Linked DNA regions of Mus musculus: regions 1, 3 and 4 are each linked to region 2. A link is a contact called in public HiChIP or PLAC-seq data. All regions are on one chromosome and are shown on one strand. Each heading gives the region's core, a stretch centred on a gene start, on an enhancer-like site or on the middle of the called end of the contact. The rest is flanking DNA. Distances are from core to core; before and after follow the strand shown. Region 1 holds the start of Lmna (lamin A). Region 2 holds the start of Nes (nestin). Region 3 holds the start of Arhgef2 (rho/rac guanine nucleotide exchange factor (GEF) 2). Region 4 holds the start of Mex3a (mex3 RNA binding family member A).

What was found. HiChIP or PLAC-seq counts read pairs in DNA pulled down with a chosen protein or histone mark.
Region 1: a contact with region 2 is called in an HNF4G HiChIP or PLAC-seq map of pancreatic cancer cells. The contact joins the promoter of Lmna here to the promoter of Nes in region 2. A contact is called at or near these places in 1 of 484 Hi-C or Micro-C datasets (myocytes) and 1 of 115 datasets of contacts at active chromatin or transcription factors (pancreatic cancer cells).
Region 3: a FOXA1 HiChIP or PLAC-seq map of pancreatic cancer cells shows a contact between it and region 2. The contact joins the promoter of Arhgef2 here to the promoter of Nes in region 2. A contact is called at or near these places in 1 of 484 Hi-C or Micro-C datasets (myocytes) and 1 of 115 datasets of contacts at active chromatin or transcription factors (pancreatic cancer cells).
Region 4: a contact with region 2 is called in an H3K4me3 HiChIP or PLAC-seq map of embryonic stem cells, with 7 times the contacts expected there. The contact joins the promoter of Mex3a here to the promoter of Nes in region 2. A contact is called at or near these places in 3 of 115 datasets of contacts at active chromatin or transcription factors (embryonic stem cells, microglia and pancreatic cancer cells).

Annotation. Positions count from the first base shown.
Region 1 is chr3:88,501,206-88,506,326 of GRCm38.p6, forward strand. Lmna (lamin A) reads right to left here and starts at 2,147. Exons shown (of 12, transcript NM_001002011.3): 1 at 1,543-2,147. The coding sequence starts at 1,898.
Region 2 is chr3:87,969,808-87,975,360 of GRCm38.p6, forward strand. Nes (nestin) reads left to right here and starts at 1,286. Exons shown (of 4, transcript NM_016701.3): 1 at 1,286-2,181; 2 at 3,185-3,309; 3 at 4,995-5,068. The coding sequence starts at 1,396.
Region 3 is chr3:88,619,634-88,624,547 of GRCm38.p6, forward strand. It overlaps Arhgef2 (rho/rac guanine nucleotide exchange factor (GEF) 2), which reads left to right and starts at 1,526. Exons shown (of 22, transcript NM_008487.4): 1 at 1,526-1,688. The coding sequence starts at 1,626. Gm20652 (a long non-coding RNA gene) reads right to left here and starts at 1,472. Exons shown (of 2, transcript XR_375820.2): 1 at 1,398-1,472.
Region 4 is chr3:88,529,229-88,534,410 of GRCm38.p6, forward strand. Mex3a (mex3 RNA binding family member A) reads left to right here and starts at 2,718. Exons shown (of 2, transcript NM_001029890.3): 1 at 2,718-3,620. The coding sequence starts at 3,167. It overlaps Gm38618 (a long non-coding RNA gene), which reads right to left and starts at 2,652. Exons shown (of 2, transcript XR_867447.3): 1 at 2,129-2,652; 2 at 38-1,165.

The sequences.
Region 1 (5,121 bases), core at 897-3,396, 530 kb after region 2:
GGCTAGATGAACAAGAAGCTATAGATTCCACTGTCCCTGTCCCCACATCTACTATACAAGTTCTACACCAGGATCTGCAAGAGCTTTGGTGGCTGACTTAACTAGTTTAGATCACTAACTAGTTAACTCACTGGGACTCCTCTAACTTGCCTCATGTATTTCTTGATAAGGTGTTCATATCCCTAGTGGATGGATGAAAAGGCAGCTAATTCCTGTTAGCAGAAAGAAAAGCTGGACCCATCTGTGCACATGACCTCTGCTCACACTTGAGGCAATGGGCTTGCCATACTCACCACCTAGGGCTGGAATCTGGTAAGGAATAGAATGACCAACCACAGATACACAGTGGGTTTTGTCAGAAGATAATGCAAAAAGGAAAAAGAGGAAGAGAAGTCAAAGCTACCAGCCCCTTAGGTATCAGTGCGCACGTCCAATGTCCAAAGCTCTTTGTCTTGGGTCTACAACATAGAAGAAAAGACCACAGACACAGAGCGAAATGGAAGTACAGGGAGCAAGAGCCCAAACTTCCAGGCTTTGGAAAGCCTTTTTAGAAAGTAGGTGGAGCCAAGTAGGGTGGGGTAGGGTGGGGTAGGGATGGGTGCAATGGGAGTGGCCTGAGGCTCCCTAACGGCTGGATTTCAAAAATGTCATTGTATTCCAGAGGTTTAGTAAGATCAAGACATCAACAGTTCAGAGGATGGGCCAGAGTAAAGTCTGGCTTGACTAGAAAAATGAAAGTGGCTCGCTGGCTGAGCAAGGAAAGGACAGAGCTTCCAAAACCCTTAAGTCACCAAACAGAGAGGGCCCAGACTGGGGTGTCCCCGACTCAGGCATAACAGAATTTCCAGAGCCATTAGCTTCTGTGCCCGGTCTCCCTCCCCACCCTCCCTTGCATTCCTCGACCAGGGAGGCCAAGGGCTGTGGGAGCTGCGGGGGAGCAGATCTCCTGGTGTGCTTCTGGTGGGCCTGAGAGTCTAGGAAAAGCTCCAGACATTCTCAGCTCCTAGAAAGAACCAGGAGAAGGCCGTGCTTACACAGCCATGGGAGAAAGGGGCTATGCAGCCTTGGTAACTCCATTACAGTACCACTGGACAAATGTCAGTGTGGGCGCTATGTCTTAGTGGACATCATGTGTTCAGAGCCACGTTGGGCAAGATTGGCAAAGTGCCAAACCTACCAAGAAAGTTCTAATAAAACCCTTTCACCCATTCTGATGTGTCCCGGGCGGCGTTCGGGAGTTCCAAGACCTGGTAGAGCCTGTTCTACCTTCCTCAAGCCCATCCCCCAAGCTCCAAATGACTGAAAAATCCCACCTTGACAGCATAGGCCCTGTCACCAACGCTACTTGGTCTCAATGCCCCCACCACTCTTTATATCCCCCACCCTCTCACAGAGACCCCCTCCCTTCTATGTCCTATCATGTCTATTACCCTTGGCACTGCCAGTCACCCGCGGGAGGCAGTTCCGGGGAGGGAGGGGACTAGATGGCCAGTTACAGGCGACTGCTGCCTCCCTGGTGCCGGCCGGCCGGGCCTCACTCACCGAGCCTTCAGCTCCTTGAACTCCTCACGCACTTTGCTCAGCTCTAGCTGGAGGCGGGCGCGCTCCTTGGCCACAGAATCAAGGGTCTTGCGGGCATCCCCCAGCTCGGCCTCGTAGGCCGCCTTGATGCCGGACACCTCTCGGCTGACCACCTCTTCAGACTCAGTGATGCGAAGGCGCAGCCCCGCGTTCTCGGTCTCCAGGGAACGCACGCGATCGATGTACACGGCCAGGCGGTCATTGAGCTCCTGCAGGTCCTCCTTCTCCTGCAGCCGGGTGATCCGAGTGGGCGACAGTGGGGTAGAGCTGGCCTGCGCCCCACTGCGGGTGGCGCGCCGCTGTGACGGGGTCTCCATGGCCGGCAGGGTGACAGTGCTGCCCGCTGGGCAGGGGTCCCGAGAAGGGCGCGGGACTTGGACAGAAGGACAGAGGCTGCTCAGGGGGACAGCGAGCCGGCGAAGCTCGCTCCTGGCAGGCGTGGAGATCTGGGCTGGGCGCTGGCGCACCTCGGGATCTGGGTTGGCTGGTGTTGAGGCTGAGGCAGCGTTCCCGCGAACACTGAGTCACTGACAGCCAGGCAGAGGCTCTAATAGGCCCTCCTCTACAGGGGGTGGATCCACTGCTCTTAAAGGAGCCATCCTGTACCCAAAGGGGCGGGGGCAGGTATGGTGAGGAGGAGCCAGCATGCCAACCCTCACTCTGCAGAACACCCCTTTCTGGCCTGGGGCTTCACAATGTTGGTTCCTGCCTACTCAACTCTAAGCTTGCCTTTGGCCTTCTGGAGTAAAGAGCAGAGCCAAAGAATTTGAGTGGGTGGGCAAAGGGTAGTGGTGAGGGACCAGGGGAAGTAGGTGCAAAGTGAGGGAGAGGATCAGGCATCCCCAGAGAGCCAAGGAAGTTGGGGGGAGGGCTGAAGCTGCTGCCCATCAGTGACTCACCCCACTTCCACCACTGGCTCCCCTTTCCTCAGTAGTAATAGTGAGTCACCTCTCCCCCGCGCACAGAAGCGGCCAATCCAGGAGAGTGGAATGGCAAAGGAATGGCTGTGTTTTTAGGTAACTGAGGGATTACTTTATGCCCTCAAATTTGGGGGCAAAGATCAAGGACCTCGGGAAAAAACAAAAAACAAAACCCAAACCTATGCACTTCCCTTATATTTTTGGCTTTAAAACCAAACATTGGGTTTTAGATCTAAGAAATAAGCCTCAGTCCCCAAGAGAAGGCCAAGAATAGAAGCCAGAAGTTGGCCCCGCCCACTCCCCCCTCCCCTTTCATTTGGACCTAGACAGCTGGAAAAAGGGGCTGCTGAAATCCCTCGTTTCAGCCCCTTTCTTCAGCTCACTCCACCCAACCAAATCCAAGACTGTACTTATTTTTTTCCAGGACTGTACTTATTTTAATGGATAATTTAAAACAGATACCAGAGCTGTGCTGTGCGTGCATTCAGCACATGGCCAGGACACCAGGTTCCAGATTTTTGTGGCTTCGAGAAGGGCCTGAAAAGAGGAACGGGGTCAGAGGGTTGTTAATGCAGGGTCTCCATCCTGGTTCCATCTTAAACGGTGTGAGCAAGAACAGCAAAGCTACCCCCTCCTCAGCCACTGCATGCCTGTCTAGCCAGTTCTGGGTGGGCCCTGACTAGATGATCTCCCAATACAGTAACCTGGTCCCCTGGTTCCATGTCCCGGGGTCTCCAGCCTCCATCAAAGACTCCCGATCAGCTGTCTAATCCTCTCCTGTAACCCTAGCCTAAGCCTTACTGGCCCTGGCATCCCCTTCTGCCATGTTCCTTCCCCTTTTGCCATGTGCTTTCCCCTGTCCATTGCTGATTAGCTTGCAGTTCCTGCAGGTCCAGGCAGTGGGCTTGAGTTGGGACTCTTAAGAGATTTTGTTGTTGCTGCTGCTTTTTTTGTTTTTTTTTGTTTTTTTTTTTGTTGTTGTTGTTGGTGGTGGGGGGGGGGTTTGTTTTTTTGTTTTTTTGTTTTTTTCTTTTTTTGGTTTTTCGAGGCAGGGTTTCTCTGTATAGCTCTGGCTGTCCTGGAACTCACATTGTAGACCAGGCTGGCCTTGAACTCAGAAATCCACCTGCCTCTGCCTCCCGAGTGCTGGGATTAAAGGCGTGCGCCTGGCGCTTTGTTTTTTCAAGACAGAGTTTCTCTATGAACTTCTGGCTGTCCTAGAACTCATTTTGTACACCAGGCCAGCCTCGAACTCAAAGATCTGCCTGCCTCTGCCCCCAGAGTGCTGGAATCAAAGGCACGTGCCACTGCCACTGCGCTGGGTTCTGGGAGAGTTCTTATTTCTGTGAGGGTGACTCCAGTGTGGTGAGGACCCAGGATGCATCTAGGGGAGGGAACCTAGGACATGGCTTCCTTTCCCTGTAGTCCCTCGGGCTGTGTGGTTGCCATTCAACTTCCCAGACAAAACAACAGCAAAAACCATTTCTTCTGCTTCTCCCTCCCCTACTTCCTAACCAAGAAGCAGAGGCGGGTGGGTGAGCCAGTGGTGGAACGTGAGCAGTGGGGCTCATGCTGTTCCCTGTTCCCGCTGTCTCAGCCCTTCCTACCCACCCCCCAATCCCTCCCTGGCCTGGCTTCTCTTCCTGGCTTCAGTAGCAAAACCACATTTAACCCTTCTTATCCTACCCGCCCCCATTTTGTGGAAAAGGTACGAAGGAGGGCTTTCATCCCAAACTGTACTGAGCTCTTAGCAAAGTATCTGTGTCACCACTACAATCAAGATGGCTTTAGTCCTAAATCTGATCTTCAGAGGGAGTCCTTCCACCCTAATCCCTAATTCTGTGTCCCAAAGACCAGTGTCTGCCTTCCTCTGTGAAAGCACAAACCAATGCCAGGAGCTTCGCGAGCGAGCAGGAGAGGCCAGGCATGACAGAAGATGAGCAGCTCTCAACCATGCCTCTCCTTGTTGTGACATGAACTCTACACCTGCCTTCCCTGGTCAACTGTCACATGAGCAAAGTGGCAGACAAAGACCTGGGGACTGGGCTCCCAGGGCGTGGAGTTCTGCAAACCAAGCCACAGAGCCAGAGCCGAGCCGCACTCCCCTGCTTGGTGTCACAAGAGCCTCTTCCCACTGGCAGAGAAGGGTGGGGAGGGTCCAAACCGAGAAGAATGTATATTAAAGAGCAGCCTGGAACACAAAACTGGATAATGAGTTCCACATGGAACCCAGAAGTCTGGGGGCCGGAGCTTCTTGAAATCCAACATGGAGTCAGAGGGGTTGTTTGGTGCTTGCCGTCAGGACCAGAGGGCGCTGCTCTGTGTGCCTGGCCGCCTCTAACTCCTCCTCCTGGGAGTGCTATGAGGGAGGAACATGAGGGACTGAGCCTTGGGTATCTGTGTACACACCAAGTTCTATTCTGTGCCCTCTAAGGAAGAAATGCATCTGGCCTGTCAGTCTTGGGTGGGTTACCTCATGTCTTACGGGCTCAGTTTCCTCCACCTCTACGAGGAAGTTCTGACAGTAGGTAACACACACTGTGCAGAAAGTTCCCTGCTAAAGGCCAGCTCAGGGCTGAGACAGATGTGCCTCCAGCAGAGATGGAGAATGTACTTGTTC
Region 2 (5,553 bases), core at 36-2,535:
TCTCCTCAGCTCACTATGCGGGTCCTGAACATCACAGTAGGGAGCATGGCAACAGGCAGGCGGTTATGGCACTGGAACAGCAGCTGAGAGCTCAGGTCTCAATGTACAAGCACAAGCCTGCCCCCAGTGACACACCTCCTCCAACAAGGCCATTCCTCCCAATCCTTTTTTTTTTTTTTTTTTTTTTTTTGGATTTTTGAGACAGGGTTTCTCTGTGTAGCTCTGGCTGTCCTGGAACTCACTCTGTAGACCAGGCTGGTCTCGAACTCAGAAATCCGCCTGCCTTTGCCTCCCAAGTGCTGGGATTAAAGACATGTGCCACCACTGCCCGGCCCCAATCTTTTTAAACAGGTCCTCCACCTGGGGAGCAAGCATTCAAATATTTGAGCCTGAAATATTGGTCCCTTGTAGAAAATCTACAGCTTCATTTCTTTCTTCGCCAAACTTCATGCTTAGCCACCAGGGGGCTCTCTTGAGAGCCGCGTAACTTCTTCACTAAATGACAAGAGGGATCGAACTTCAAAGGAGAAAAACTTTCCCTTGCTAGTCTCCTTTTCCTGGTGCGGGGTAGGGTAGGGTAGGACGTCCCTCTGCGGGTACGAACTGGGCATTGTGTCTGCTAACATTAACTGGGCAGGGGTACTGGCACAGGCATTTAATCCCAGCACTGGGGAAGCTATGGCAGGAGCGTCCCTGAGACCTGCCTGATCTACATAGCCATACCAACCATCTGAAGAAAAGGGGTGGTGGTGGTGTTTACTACCCAGGCTGGTGTCAATCCTACTTCAGCCTCCGGAGCACTGGCAGACTTCCCTCAGTACCAGTGGGCTCCTCTTTCTTCGGGCAGTGTTTCTTCGCAATGTTGCCTCTCTTGGGGGTGAGTATTTACTGTTATACACAAAACACTGCACCGTCCGTTTTTCCAACAGTTCACGAGGTTTCCAACACCAAGCCATTTTATAAATGAGGAGCTGAGTCCTAGAGGATTTGAGTAAGAGTGTAGAGAAAGGAGGTCCTGGGGCCCAGTTCTGTGCATCTTAGGGTGTTCTGGGCTGTCTGGCTGTATCTCAAGCCTCTTTCGGAAAATCACCCGCACCGGACGGGATCCCCGCCAGGGCGAGGCTACAATTTGATTCTTCTCTGCTGAGCTGGGATGATGCAGGGACCCGGGCTGTGTGTTGCACTGAACTCTAAAGGGTTAAGGCCTAGGGACCGCCCCTTTTCCGCCCGGCCGGCGGGAGTATGAATACCCTCGCTTCAGCTCGCTGCTGGAATCCTCCGCTTCCGCTGGGTCACTGTCGCCGCTACTCCCTTTCTCCCCCTTAAAAGCTCCAAGGGCCACTCCCTTCTCTAGTGCTCCACGTCCGCTTGCCCTCGGGGGGCCAGACCAGCGACATGGAGGGTTGCGTCGGGGAAGAATCTTTTCAGATGTGGGAGCTCAATCGACGCCTGGAGGCCTACCTGACCCGGGTCAAGACGCTGGAGGAGCAGAACCAGCTGCTCAGTGCCGAGCTTGGGGGACTCCGGGCGCAGTCCGGGGACGCCTCCTGGCGAGCCCGAGCCGACGACGAGCTGGCAGCCCTGCGGGTCCTCGTCGATCAGCGCTGGCGGGAGAAGCACGAGGCTGAGGTGCAGCGCGACAACCTTGCCGAAGAGCTGGAGAGCGTGGCGGGCCGGTGCCAGCAGGTGCGGCTCGCCCGGGAGCGGACCATCGAGGAGGCGGCCTGCAGCCGGCGCGCGCTCGAGGCGGAGAAGAATGCGCGGGGCTGGCTGAGCACCCAGGCTGCCGAGCTGGAGCGCGAGTTAGAGGCTCTGCGAGCGTCGCACGAGGAGGAGCGCGCGCACCTGAACGCCCAGGCCGCCTGTACGCCGCGCCGACCCCCCGCGCCGGCCCACGCATCCCCCATCCGGGCCCCTGAAGTCGAGGAGCTGGCCAGGCGCCTAGGCGAAGTGTGGCGCGGGGCGGTGCGTGACTACCAGGAGCGCGTGGCTCACATGGAGAGCTCGCTGGGCCAGGCCCGCGAGCGTCTGGGCCAAGCCGTGCGGGGCGCTCGGGAGAGTCGCTTAGAGGTGCAGCAGCTGCAGGCTGATCGCGACAGCCTCCAGGAGCGCAGAGAGGCGCTGGAACAGAGATTGGAAGGCCGCTGGCAGGACCGGCTGCAGGCCACTGAAAAGTTCCAGGTGAGGAGGGTCACCAACACGCCCACCCTGTCCCTGGTAAAACCAAGCCCTAGGAGGTACTTAGGATGGCAAGAGACCTTCAGGAAAGGGGTGGGGGCAAGGACAACTGTATTCAGGAGTCCTTGCTCAGAGCAAGCACAAGTCCTAGACTTCCCTGTCCAGACAGGCAGGATGGATGGAATTCTGAGACCTCCTAGCACAGCCCCCTTGAAAGGCCCGCAGGCCAATACCCACTGTAGCTGCTCCTCACTCTTTGAATGGCAACCCCTCTCTAGGGTGACTCCCTGTGCCCTTCACTATGCAGTTGTCAATCAGAAGGTGCCCAACACATGCTCTCTCCCCACCAGAAGGTTCCTAGCAACCATAGTGAAGGAAGGCAGTGTGAGCCACCGCAGACCACCAGCCCCTCTCTGTGTCAAGGCTTCTCAGCTCCCTGAAGCGCATTCCAAAGGCCTGGGGCACCCTCCCCCTCATATTGCACAGATGTGACCAACAGCTGAGAAAACAGCCTCTTGCCTGGCCCAGACAGAAGTCCCGACGTGACCACCTGCCCACTCTTCTTGGGGGAGAAGGATTCCAGAACAAGTGGGAAGTGGAGGAACCCAGCCTGCTATGAGGAGCCGGGGGCAGTGGTGGCCCAGCTGCTTTCCTTCCAAGCCTTCTCGAGGCGACTCTTGATAAATTGCTTTTTCCTTCTGTTTCCACTTTGCCTCCTCTTCCGCTGTGTAACCCATCTCCTCTCCTTTATCCCATCTCCTCCCGTGGGAGCTAGGTTCTCAATAGCATGTGTTACCATTTAACCAGCATCCTAAGAAGAAGCCTGGTCTATCTAGGAGAGGCCTGGAGTGTTTCCTGTGCTTGTCCGGGGGTCCAGCACAGTGCTCCAGACAGGGAGAACGCAGGTAGAGGAACAGGACTCTGCCCTACAAAGATGTGAGCAGTGAAGAGAGTCATGGCCCAGAGCAGAGGCCCCTCCCACTCACTCTGCCGGCTTGCTTTGCAGCTGGCTGTGGAAGCCCTGGAGCAGGAGAAGCAGGGTCTACAGAGTCAGATCGCTCAGATCCTGGAAGGTGGGCAGCAACTGGCACACCTCAAGATGTCCCTTAGTCTGGAAGTGGCTACATACAGGTACACAGTACTGACTGTCTCCTTGGCTGAAGGGCCCCGAAACTTGACCCTGTAAAACTGTTCTATTTACGTGTATTTGTGTATAGGCCCCATGTGTCCAGGTGTCTTAAGAGCCCAGAAGACACTGGGTCCCTTGCAGCTGGAGTTATAGGCTGTGAGCAGCTCCACACTGGTGCTGTGAGCCACACCCCTGTTCTCTGCAAGGGCAGCAAGCACTCTTAACCACTGAGCCATCTGTCCAGCCCTCAGATCCACTTAAAACTTTTTATTACATGTATTTATGTAATGTTTTTGTCTGTGATGGAGGCTTATGAGTCCCAGAGATCAAAGAGGTTGTCTGGCTTGGCAGCTTGGTAGGCATAAACTTGAGCCCACCTGCTCCCAGGTTCGGGACTAGAAGAGATGGTTATGCTTAAAGAGACAACTCAGTCTTCAGGGAGGAGACCAGAGGGTACAGTCACCTGCTCTCGAGTTCTTTGAAAGGCAGGCAATCTCCAGTGTCTATGCCAGATCCCAGGGACACCTGGGCGGTCTCAGGAAAGAGACCTTGCAGGATTGCCTGGTCGTGCTCACCGGTCCCCTAGCCCGGGCCTCAGCTGTGTCTGGGGTAAGAGCTGGGCGCCTAGCCTTCTGCCTTCCTTTCAAGCCCTCGTGTCACTGGCCCTGCCCAGCTCCTGTTGCCCCTTTCTTGGCTGCCTCAGGAAGGCTGAGTGGAACAGCTGTGGGTAGTTTGTGTCCAGCCTCTGTCTGTCAGAAGAGGTCCCGGCTGGAGTCCCACTGTTGAGGGCTGAGGATATCCCGCCAGAGTATGGGGCCAGGACAGGATGTCGCCCTTCTCCAGAATCCACTGGCAAAGAGGCAAGACCAGAGACAGATCTAGGAGAGGAGCTGGAGGGTAGAGTCCAGAGAAGGGAAGCCAGTGAGTGTCTAGGAAGGACTGAATGCACAAGGCAGGACACTATGAGGACGGAGGAAAGGCTATTTTGAGAACCAGATGTGCTCAGAGGCCATGAATGGAAACAAGGGACTAGCTCCGAATCCCTTGTGAACTGATTCCCCTCATCTCCTCCCATCAGCTGTGAACCTAAAGACCTCTGGCCTGAAGGAGGATTTGTGATCCTAAGATGAGGGCCTTCGCCCCAGTCAGTCTTCTGAGGCGAGGGGAAGGGTCCAGGCAGCTCTGAGGAATGTAAGCACTGGTGTTTGCGGTCTGAAAAGGATTTGGAGAAGGAGAGCTGAATTCATTTGCTTTTGTCTGTCACCAGCTCTGGGGGCCTAGGAGAGAGCCATCCCATGGGAACAGCCTGAGAATTCCCACTTCCCCTGAGGAGCCCCTCCTTCTCAGGCCCTCCAGATGGTAGTGTGGACAAAAGGCAATAATTAGCATGAGAATCGGCCTCCCTCTCCGAGGATGAGGTCATCGGCCTTGGCCTTGGGTGGGGAGGCGGAGACTGATCTGAGGAGTCTGATCGAAGTGTTAGCAATTCACTTGGCCCTGCTTCCGAATGTGGGAATCTGCGTGTGGGGTCTCCCTGAGTCTCAAATATGGGTTCACCAAGTATATATCTGTGGGTATATGACTGTGTGGCTTTCATACGACAATGGTCACAATAAAGAGTGATCCTGCAGTGGCAGGACATGCAACCTCAGCTGGGCCTGACCCCATCGCCTCCCCTCCCCCCCAGGACTCTGCTGGAGGCTGAGAACTCTCGCTTGCAGACACCTGGAAGAAGTTCCCAGGCTTCTCTTGGCTTTCCTGGTAAGAGGCGGAGCCAACTGCTCCTGGACGCTCTCCTTCCACATCTTCCCTAAGCAGCATCAGTCCAAGTCTTCACTCCCTGGTCCCCACAGTACTGATGTCCCCAGTCTAAGCAGTGGGGGTCGGATAAAATGGCTGAAATGAGGGCTGCTCTGGGTGAAGTCAGGACATACTTACAGTGTTTCTTTTCTTTTTTAAGATTTATTTATTTTATGTATATGAGTATACTATAGCTGTACAGATGGTTGTGAACCTTCGTGTGATTGTTGGGAATTGAATTTAGGACCTCTGCTGGCTCCAGTCTGCCCTGCTCGCTCAGTCCCTATGCACTCTGGCCCAAAGATTTATTTATTATTATAAATAAGTACACTGTTGCTGTCTTCAGACATACTAGAAGAAGGCGTGAGATCTCATTACGGGTGGTTGTGAGCCACCATATGGTTGCTGGGATTTGAACTCAGGACCTTCGGAAGAACAGTCAGTGC
Region 3 (4,914 bases), core at 276-2,775, 650 kb after region 2:
TTCCTAGGATTCCTTCAGAGAAAACAGAATTGGTCTGGGAAAGTCCTTTCTGCCTCATCTGGCCAGCCTGAACTGGACATTGTTTCTTTTTCCCTGGCCTTTACTATATAAGGACCCTGAACAGGAGAATGGGCACAAAAGGTGAGGGAGTTCCTAGGCAGGAGATAGGTCAGAGGAGCAGAGTGGGAGGGGAGCAGAGCCGGGGTGAGGAGCTGAGGAGCCCAACCAGCACAGCGGGTGGATGAGGCAGCCGAGCCCAAATTAGAGACTGAGGCTAAAATTGGCACTCTAGGAGTGCAGGGCTGGGCTGGAAACCTGCAGCCCTAACACCACCCTCCCTGCCCCGCTACCGAGAAGAACAGAGCAGAAGCTGGTGACAGTGGCTGGGCCTCATCTCCCTCCCTCTTTCTTTTTTCTTTCTTTCTTTTTTTTTTCGGTGTTTTGAGACAGGGTTTCTCTGTGTAGCCCTGGCTGTCCTGGAACTCACTCTGTAGACCAGGCTGGCCTTGAACTCAGAAATCTCCCTGCCTCTGTGCAACACCACGCCTAGCCATCTCCCTCCCTCATTACCACACACTTTTGGGACTAGATTAGGTAGTACCCTAAATTTTTACAAAACTTTGCCCCAGGGTGCTCAGGTTTTTACAGAGAAATCGGAGACCTTGATAGGTGGAAACGGAGCAGACTGGAGAATTTCCCCAGTGGCAGGAAACTCAGGTTGACTCAAAGGGTCCAGAGAAATGAAAACCCACCCACACTCCTCAGCAAGCTCAAACGTTTCCAGACAGGGCCAAGTTGTTTCTATAGTCTCCTGTGGCAGAGAAAACTGGTGTCAGGACACAAGGAAGGATTTCCTCAGCTAGCCTCAGGAAAGGTGGAGCCTTCTCACCTTCACTGCCAAAGTAATTGGCAGAGGTGGGGCTGAGAAGGATGGTCAGAGTGTGGTCCACAAGGCCCAGAGGGGTGAGAAGCTGGGCGGGGGGTGGGGGGGGGTGAGGGGAAAACCCTCTCTTGTGGACTCCTAGCTTTTGGAAAGGAGTCCCCTTCTTCACTCTTTTGGGGGAGTGAAGCCTGTTAACGATGAAGCTTCTAGTTCCCCTTTCATTGCCCCCTCCCTCTTGTCATACCAGTCCAACATTGTAAAAGCGGTCTGTGTACTCAAGCCTGTTTGATGAGTGAGCCCTTATGGCTAGGTCTCCCAGTTACCGATAAGGTGATAGAATCCCCTTAGGGTCTTTAAAGAGTGAAGTTACCCGGAATGGGCGCCGGTGTTTTTCAAGGACAGCCGAGCTAAGGGAGGTCGCTGAGGTCAGAGAGTGTTCCTAAGCGCTAAAGGGAAAAGGGATCCTCGAACCTGTCCCAAGGACCCCTGTCCAGCAGACTGCAGCGATACTAACCCCGGCGTCCCGTCCGGTGCGCGGGTACCCCGCCCTGCCTCCGCTCCGCCTCTCCCCTTCCTGAGCTCGGGTGGGGGAGGAGACTAGGGTTTGAGGAACTGGTGCTGGGTGCAGGGGCGAGGGGACTCAGACTTCCTGTCCCCGAGGCCGACGCGTGCGGCCGGACCCCTCCCCCGCCGTTGCTGGACACCCGGGGCCGCCGCGTCCTCCCGCGGCTCACGCTGGATTATGTCTCGGATCGAATCCCTCACTCGCGCGCGGATCGACCGGAGCAAGGAGCAGGCAACCAAGGTGGGCTGGCTCTGCGACCGGGCGCCCTGCCGACCTCTGGGCCTCCGCCCCGCGTCCCGCGTCCCCCCGCCCGCTCTGGGGCGCCCGAGTCCGCGCGCAGCGGCCGGACGGGGTGGGTGGGGCTGCGAGCGCGTGAGGAGGGGGCTGGAGGACCGCAACGTGACCCGCGTCTCCAGCACCCGCGCAGCTTCTGTGCGGGGATCTAGGAGAGCTGAGCTGGGTTACCAGTGGTTCGGCGGGACCGAGTGTTTTGGGCCGCTCGGAAGAAAGTTGCTCCGGTAAGGGATCGAGCGGGAAAGAGGGGCGAGCGTGTCGGGTTCCTAGGGACGACGCTCTTGGGCACCCCTTTCCGCACCCCAGTTCCGGGGGTTGCTTGCGGCCGTGCCCGCTAGCGCCGGCTCGGTCGTTCCCCCTTTGTCCCCACCAGCGGGTGGAGGGGGCCGGAGGGGGTGTTTTCCAAGCTCCCTCCCCCACCTTCCCGCCCCTCCAAGACAAAAGTCAGCTCCTCCTCTTCTTGCGGATGGACTTTCCAGCTGTGATTCAGTTCTTGCCTGGGGTAGGCGGGTGGCTAGGGGTCAAGACAGCAAGCGGCCGCCCATTTTCTCCGCCAGGCCAAACCGATCCATCAGGTGAAGCAAGCTGCCTTTGTGTCGCTGGGATGCCTTCTCACATCCTGAGCGTCTCGGTGCCAGGACCCAGAGTAGTTCCCACCCTTATCTGTTTCATCAGCTTCCAGGCTCCTGGTTCTCCAGCCGCCTCGGTTAACCCAGTTCCCCCACTCCCCTCAGCCATATTTCGATTATCGCCTCGGCTTGGGGGCCCTTCACCTGTCATCTGGAGTCTGGCTGTGTAATTATCAGCACACTCTGCAATACGACCTCTCCAGCACGCCTTTACAAGTGTCCTTTATTCCTGTCTTTGTATTCAGACGCCCTCCCAAATGCCATGACTTTCCTCACCTCAGCTCACAGGAAGTGGTGAAGCCGAGGAGGACTTGTAGATGAATAAGTGAAGCCAGGGGGGCCTGGTTCAGGCGGACGGCGCCTCCCTGTACCTCAGGACACTCACATTATAAGGCTCTCTCGGAAAGCAAAGGCAGGAAGGGCTTTAATCTTAATCCCTGTCCTTAGCGAGAGCGTAATGACCCTCCCGCAGCCAGCCAACCAAGCAGATCATTTTCAGGCTGGAAAGCCACTCTGCGAATGGAAAGCTGCCCTCTCCCTTCCTCCAAGGTTCCAGGCTTTAGCTACTTGCTTTACTGCTACACTGGGAGAAGGTCGGTAGGGGTGGAGAGCCTCGGGGGCGGGAAGCTCAGTTTGAGGCTTTTTGTAGGGTTTCGGGATGGGAGTCTGCTCACCGGAAGAAAGCTAGCAGGGCTCTGAGCAGCTCCAGGGTGAGGTGACTGAGTGTGAATTGTGGGGTGGCAGACAGGCTCTTAACAAACCCTAGCGACAGGCCAGGCCCCAGCTCCCAGAGTCTGTTTATTTTTTCAACCGTTTGAGCGAGACCCTGGAGTAAAGCCAGGGTGGGTGGGGGGAACTTTTTGAAAGCACGGAAATTTGGTTCCACCCTAAAAAGGAAAGCCACTGGGGGGGGGGGGGCAGGAGAGGCAGACCTGTGGGGCTGTACGAAGACATCCTCAGGGGGCCTTTCTCCAATCCAGACACCTGGCATCTCATCCCCTGTTTTTCTTTTTTTCTTTTTCCATAACACAGTAACTGGAAATCCAGACTCCTGGCTTTTTTATCTTTTGACTATGCTATGGAGAAGGGATCAGGGAATCTGACTGGTTTCCCAGAGACCAGTGAGTGGTTCTGAGAGGGTAGAGAGACCAGGGGAAGGAGGGAGGTTGTCAGTTTGAGCTGGTCGGAAGGGGAGGGACACCTCCGGAAAGCTGTGGTTACTGAAGTGGGGGAGTTGGTTCCTAGCCACGAACCCTGGATCTCCCCCCCCCCCCCCAGCGCACCAGCTGTCTCCTTTCTTTTTATACTGTGCTGGGAAGTCGAGGGGCCCACTGGAAATGAGATTATTTGAGGAACGTGGTCTTCCCCGATACCTACGAGGGAGGGAGAAAGGTCAACCCTGAGATCCGCTGCCCTCCCCCACCTCTTTCCTTACTTTGAGATATCTTCTCAGAGGGAAGAATTCAAGTGTAACCTGCCCCTTTCTCCTTCCCGGCATAGGATCGGCATAGGATCGCTCCTTCCGCCCCTCCACGCTTGCTTCCCTTTTCTCTGCATTGTTTCTGTTCTTCCAGGCTGTCTTCTGTTCTCCGCCCCCTCAGTTCTCTCTGCCCTACTTCCTACCTCCTCAAGCCTCAAAGCTGCTCTTTCCATCTTTAGGCCCCCTTATCTCTCCACCCTACTTTCCTGAGCCCTAACCGTCTTGGCCCACAGAACAAAGCCAGGAGCACCATGGGTCTTCCTGAACCCTGTATGTGATGGGGAGCGGGGAGAGCGGGCTGCCTTTGTTCTGAGTTCCAGAGAGGTGGCTGGCTTTGTTTGCAGGGCCAGGAGGGCAGGGCTGGGGGGGAGCCCTGGAGGGAAAGAAGAATCCTGACAGTTTGGGAGACTGGAGGAGTTGGGTCCTCGAGGAAGCTGAAGTCTGGAGGCCATCCAAAAAGCTTGTAGGGGTCATGGGTGTTCAGCAAAGCACTTGGTGAGGAGAAAGCGGCAAAGCTGGGCCCAGGGAGCTAAGACTTAGAGAGGTCACCTAGGGACTGCAAGATAGCTGGCAGCACCTAAAACACCCAGGGGCACCAGAGGAGGTGAAGGAGGGTCTGGTTTCTGGTACCAAAACTGTGACCTTCTATCAGGGAGGGCACAGATCAAACTGTGATTCCCAAGTATTGTCCCATGCTTCTTGTATTGGGGGTGTGTCTCTCCGTCATAGATGCTCAGGGGTGATCTTTGAAAATTCGTGCTTACCAAGCTGAGTGGACATAAGGAAGTAGTTCCCATTTTAAAGTTTAGCCTCTGTGTTGATGTAGGATGTAGGTTTTGAGTGAATTAATTGGTCGTGGTGGTTTCTGGAGCTGGTGGAGAAATGGCTGAGAAGTGCTGGCTGGACCCTTCTGGGTTTGTTTGTGTCTCCTTAGGGAGGTGGGGGCAGGGCTGCAGGCTGCAGCTACCCCCTCCCAACTCAGCTGGCCTGCCTTGTGCCAGGAGGGCAGGGAGTCTGGCACAGCTATTGTTTGCCTGCACAAATGCCCGTCTGTCTGCGTTTT
Region 4 (5,182 bases), core at 1,468-3,967, 560 kb after region 2:
GCCAACCTGCTTGATGGGACTTGGTGACAGCCTCTCATGTCTCCCTCCCTTCCCAGGGCACTGGAGTTAGGTGTATCCTTCTACTTTGGTAGTCACTGTGTGGACAGCTGAAAACAGGCACTCAAGAGTGCTTGGAGCAGACAGGGAAATGGGTCTCCCAATATGGACTTCCCCACATTCCTATCCTCAGGCCTGGGTCACCTTTCCTGCCCTGCACCCATGCATGCATAAACACACAAACACACAGAAGTATTCAGTGCCCACAGCCAATTCAACAACTCATCAGGGTCCTTGGATTCCTCAGCAGAAAACAGGAGTTGGGAGAGGAGAGGAGGGTAGGAGAGGGCAAGGAAGAGAGAGACAGGAACGAAGAGACACACACGCAGAGGCAGAGATGTACAGATAGAGAGACAGACAGACATCCTCAGAGTCCCAAGGGGACCAAAACACACCCTCCACACTCTTTGGCAGAATGGAGGGAGTGGCTTATCAGGCATCTGTCCTTAGCCCTAGGTGTGCAGGGACACCAGGGAAGGGAAGCAGAGCTGGGCCCATGTGCACAGCAGCCCAGACGGAGTGGCATTAGCCTGAACAAAGGAGGCCTGAGCCTCAGGAACAAGAGCCGTTCCCTCGCCCCCACAGCAACCGTGCATCCATCATCTCAGCACACGCCTGTTCTGTGGGTACACCTGAGTCCTTCACACACACCTTGCCCTCCAAGAGCTAGGCTCACATGGGCTCTCTTCTGCCTTGGAGGAGGTCTGGAGTCTCAGTGTGACTTTGAGTGGGGGGTGCTAAGATCCCCTGAGGACTGGTGTATCTTTGTTGTATGGGGTGGGGTGGGGGGGTGGGGGGAGATTCCAGTGGGGTGCCACCCTGCCCGCTCCACCTTCAGTCTGTCCCTTTCCCTTTCAGCAGCATCCTCTCTCCACTCATAGATTCTGCCCTTTGTTTTCCTCCCCGATCAAATCCCCAAGGCTTTTTTGGTCATTAACCTCCTGCCTTAATTGGTTTAGTGAGGAGGAAATCAGAGATGGGGCAAACTCTGGGGGGAATCTGGTTTCAGTGAGGACAGGAAAGCTGCAAACAGCTGTTAGCCCCACCGTCACCTGGTCTCCAGTAGAAACTTTCTCCAAAGAAACTCCCAGCGCCCAAGTCCAGGTTCCTGGGAGAGAGGTGAACAGGAGTCAGAAGCCTTCCTCCACTCCTGCTGGAAGGCGAGAGCATCCACTCCCATAAAGTCCTCCATGTGGGGCACCTCCTCCCCTACTCTAGCTAGCCAGGTCCCTCAGCTCAAAGTTCTCCTTCACCATCTATACCGAAGGGGGAGAGCCACAACTCTCATACCCACCGACCACTCAGCTCAGACTCCAGCCTTCCCAAATGCTGTGCAAACGCACTTTCCAAAAATCAGCTTATAAGGACCGGGCCTGAGCTCAGCCCTCCTGGCCTTTGGCCTCACTGTGCCTCCTGACATCCCCATTGTCAATCTACTGCCCTACCTTCATGCAAAACTTTTCCTCTAGACTAGCTCAGATTTCCCAAAGGAAACCCCTCGGGCAGGGGCGGGACTCCTACCCACCCAGCATACCCATCTACTGTGATCCAACTTGGGGAGGTGACTCCTTGAGCCTGACCACAAGACCTTTAGATCCCATCCCTCTCTTGAAAGAAAAACAAAAACAAAAACCAGAAGATACAGAGTAGGGGGGAAGTAAAAAAGAAAGAAAGAGAAAAGAATGCAGTACACTCTAACTCCCCTCTTAACAGTCAAATCTTAAAAGCTTATTTATGATCTCTTTCGCCATATTTCTAGGGTTAAAAGGGCTGAATTACTGGTTTATAAAGGAGGCAAAGGAAACAGCGAAATGACCGTCCTAAGGGACAAAAGATTTCCTCCACTATATTCGAGGCTCAGGTCTAAAAAAGTAAAAATAAAAAACCTGGGTTCTCAGGGGCCCCCAATCTCACTCCTGTTACTCAAGGTTCAAGGCTCCAAATTAAGCCATACGAAGCCTCTAGGACCCTTCTGGCTTCCCGGATCAGCCCCCACCCCCATCCTCTCCCTCCACGCCTCCTCATCCTCCCCGGGTCACTGCACGGACCACGGGGGCACGAACTAACTCACCTCCCAGTCGTGGCCTCTGAGATCCCGGAACTGGGGGGCTGGGGGAGGGGGAAGGGCTTGCTACCTCCGAGAAGAGAGGGAACCACATCCTCTACCGGGGGTCCCACCCCCAACCGAACGCCCCTTCCTGGCCCCCACACAGCGCAGAGACCTGCTCCTCCCACTGTAGCGGCCGCGGGCTTTGTCTGCTCCACCAGCTCTCTCCCAGAGGCCCGAGCCCGTGGACTCCGCGATCGCGCGCGGGAGGAGGGAGGGCACTGCAGCCACGAGGCCGCTCCGCCCCGGCCCTCATTACCATAAGAAAGAGGCCCGGGACCCGCGGGCAGAGGAGAAACGCCTTTCCACACCCGCTCCCTTCCCGCATACTGCCAGCTCCTAAAATTTCTCGGACCACAACTCCCAACCCACCCGAGGCTTTTCCCGTGACCAGTGGGCAGAGCCCGAGGGGCGCAATCCCCTTCTTGCCCGGGTTGAGGAATTCCTCCCCGCGCCCGAGGGCGGGAAACTACAACTCCCGGCATGCCCCGGGCGCCCCCGGCGCGCCCCCCTCCCGTCAGTTCCATGCTGCTCCATCCAGTTCATTTAAAACAAAAGAGTTTGAGCGCTGGAAGGGGCTGGGCTCTATTGGGGGCCACTGAGCGACGCTCCGGGACTGGGGCTCGGTGCGGGAACCTAAGGGGGCGTCTGCTCGGCGGAGGGTAGAGACTCTGGGTCCGAGGCGGAGGGGTGGGGGCTAGGGCCCGCAGCCCCCCACCCCACCCCGTCACCCCGGAGCGAGAGGAGATCTGCTTTCTTGGTTTTGCTTCTTTTCCCCCACCCCCACCCGGGGGCTGGGGCGAGGGGAGTCAGGTTACAGGGTGCTTGGGGAGGGGGGCTTAGGGGTGGGTCTATCTTTCTATCTCGCTTTCTTCCCCCCTCCCCAGCTCTTTGTTCCCCCTCCCCACACACCCCCTCCTCTCCTCTCCCCTCCCCTCCTCTCTCCTCTTCTCCCTTCCACCACCTCTCTCTCTCCCTCTCTCCCCCAGCTTTTGTTTCGCCATGCCTAGTCTAGTGGTATCTGGAATAATGGAAAGAAATGGGGGCTTTGGAGAACTAGGATGTTTCGGGGGAAGCGCTAAGGACCGAGGGCTGCTGGAAGACGAGCGCGCCCTTCAGCTGGCTCTTGATCAACTCTGCCTCCTGGGTTTGGGGGAGCCCCCCGCCCCCACGGCGGGCGAGGACGGGGGAGGTGGGGGGGGCGGCGCCCCCGCGCAGCCGGCCGCCCCCCCGCAGCCGGCCCCGCCGCCGCCGCCCGCGGCGGCCCCGGCCGCCCCGAGCGCGGCCCCCGCGGCGCAGACGCCCCAGCCCCCCACCGCCCCCAAAGGGGCGAACGACGCCAAGCTCTGCGCGCTCTACAAAGAGGCCGAGCTGCGACTGAAGGGCAGCAGCAACACCACGGAGTGCGTTCCCGTGCCCACCTCCGAGCACGTGGCCGAGATCGTGGGCAGGCAAGGTAAGCGGGCGTCTGGACACTGCGAGGGTTGGAGTGGGGGCTTGCTGTCCCCGGCACGGAAAGTTCATCGCTTCCTTCTTTGCGCGCCTCTGGCTCTGTCCCTTCCCGACAAAGGGGGCCCCGCCCCCTGCCCAGATTCCAAGTGCCACAAAGTTCCCTGCTACCCCTAGTCGGGACGACTCTCGGGACCCTTCCTCCCCTGGGGCTCCGCCCGTAGACAAAGAAATATCCTGGAACTGGGAGAGGAAAGGGGAGGGGGAGCTGCCTCCCAATCCCAGGGTCTGTGCGGAGGGGGTGTCGGCTCCTGGCTGGAAGGACTGACGGAATGTGCAATTACTTGGGAGCCCCTACTCTAGTTTCTGCTTGTATACTGGGGAGGGGGCACTCCTGGGACCTTCTGCTGTTGGAGTTGGGGACTCTGAGGGAGACCTAGTCCACGAAGCCCGACTGAAGAGCTGCCTCTTTGTTGGGCTGAGTGTAGGAATGAAAGGGGGTGTGGCCCAGGGGAGGGTCCCAGTCTGGGGAGAGGTGATGAGGGAGCCCTTGGCAAAGAGGGGTCCCTTGGTCGCTTACACACCGAAGTTGGAGGGCCCCTGTGTTTGGGGAGGGGAATTTCTGAGGAAGTACCAGTCTTGGCGTGGGCCTCTCCTCCTCCGTCTTGCTTTTGTTCTGGGCTGGCCACGGCCTGGAGCTAGGGGTCTGCAGAGAAGTCTCTGAGTGAATTCATGGGACAGGCCAGGAAGGGCATGTCGGTGAAGGGGGACAGGACAGAAACCTCCACTTGGAATATGGGGGGGGGGTGCGTGTCTGGGTGTGCTGGGAGGGGTGTTGAATTAAGCCAATGGAGTATGTTACCACACCCTCCCAGCCCAGCATCCCTGGATGGGTGGGAGTGTTGGTAAGGACCCAAATTGAACAACCTGGATCTTAGGGACCCTTCCCCTCCTAGCTTCTTGTGGGGGGGGGGCGGGATTTGGATATGGCAAAGGGGCTGGGCTGGGAGGTGGAGTGGGGGGAGGAGCTGTCCCACGGTGGGGAACAATGGAGGGGCTGCATTCCGCGGGAGTAAAGAAGAAGGCCAGTTCCTGGCAGTGGAGGGGAGGCAGGCTGGGGCCCCTACCACATATTCCACTTCATCCATCCCAGTGTTGGGGCTGGAGGATTTGGAGTGGAGGAGGGGAACTTGCCCCTCCCCTGCACAGCGCCCCCTCCCTCAATCTCTTGGGGGTTTCTGGTTTAGAAAGTTGGATTTCCCCTCCTTGTCAAACCCTGGAGATTCAGAGCCTGGTGTTGGGTGGGGATATTAATAACTTTACTTGGGTGAGGTCGTGGAAGGCACCAGGATTTAATGGGGTCCTTTACTCTTCTGCTTCCTTCACAAATGTGTCTAACCATCATAAAAGTAGAGCTTGTCCTAGTAGAATATTGTCAGAGAACAGAAGTTCTCCCTTCCCCATTCTGTAAGCAGATGGAAGTCCTTTCACCTCCCTCGTGCTGCTGCTCCCTCTCTGACTTTGACCTCTACTTCTACGGAAGCTTCTTCAGGGTTGCAGAACCCAAGA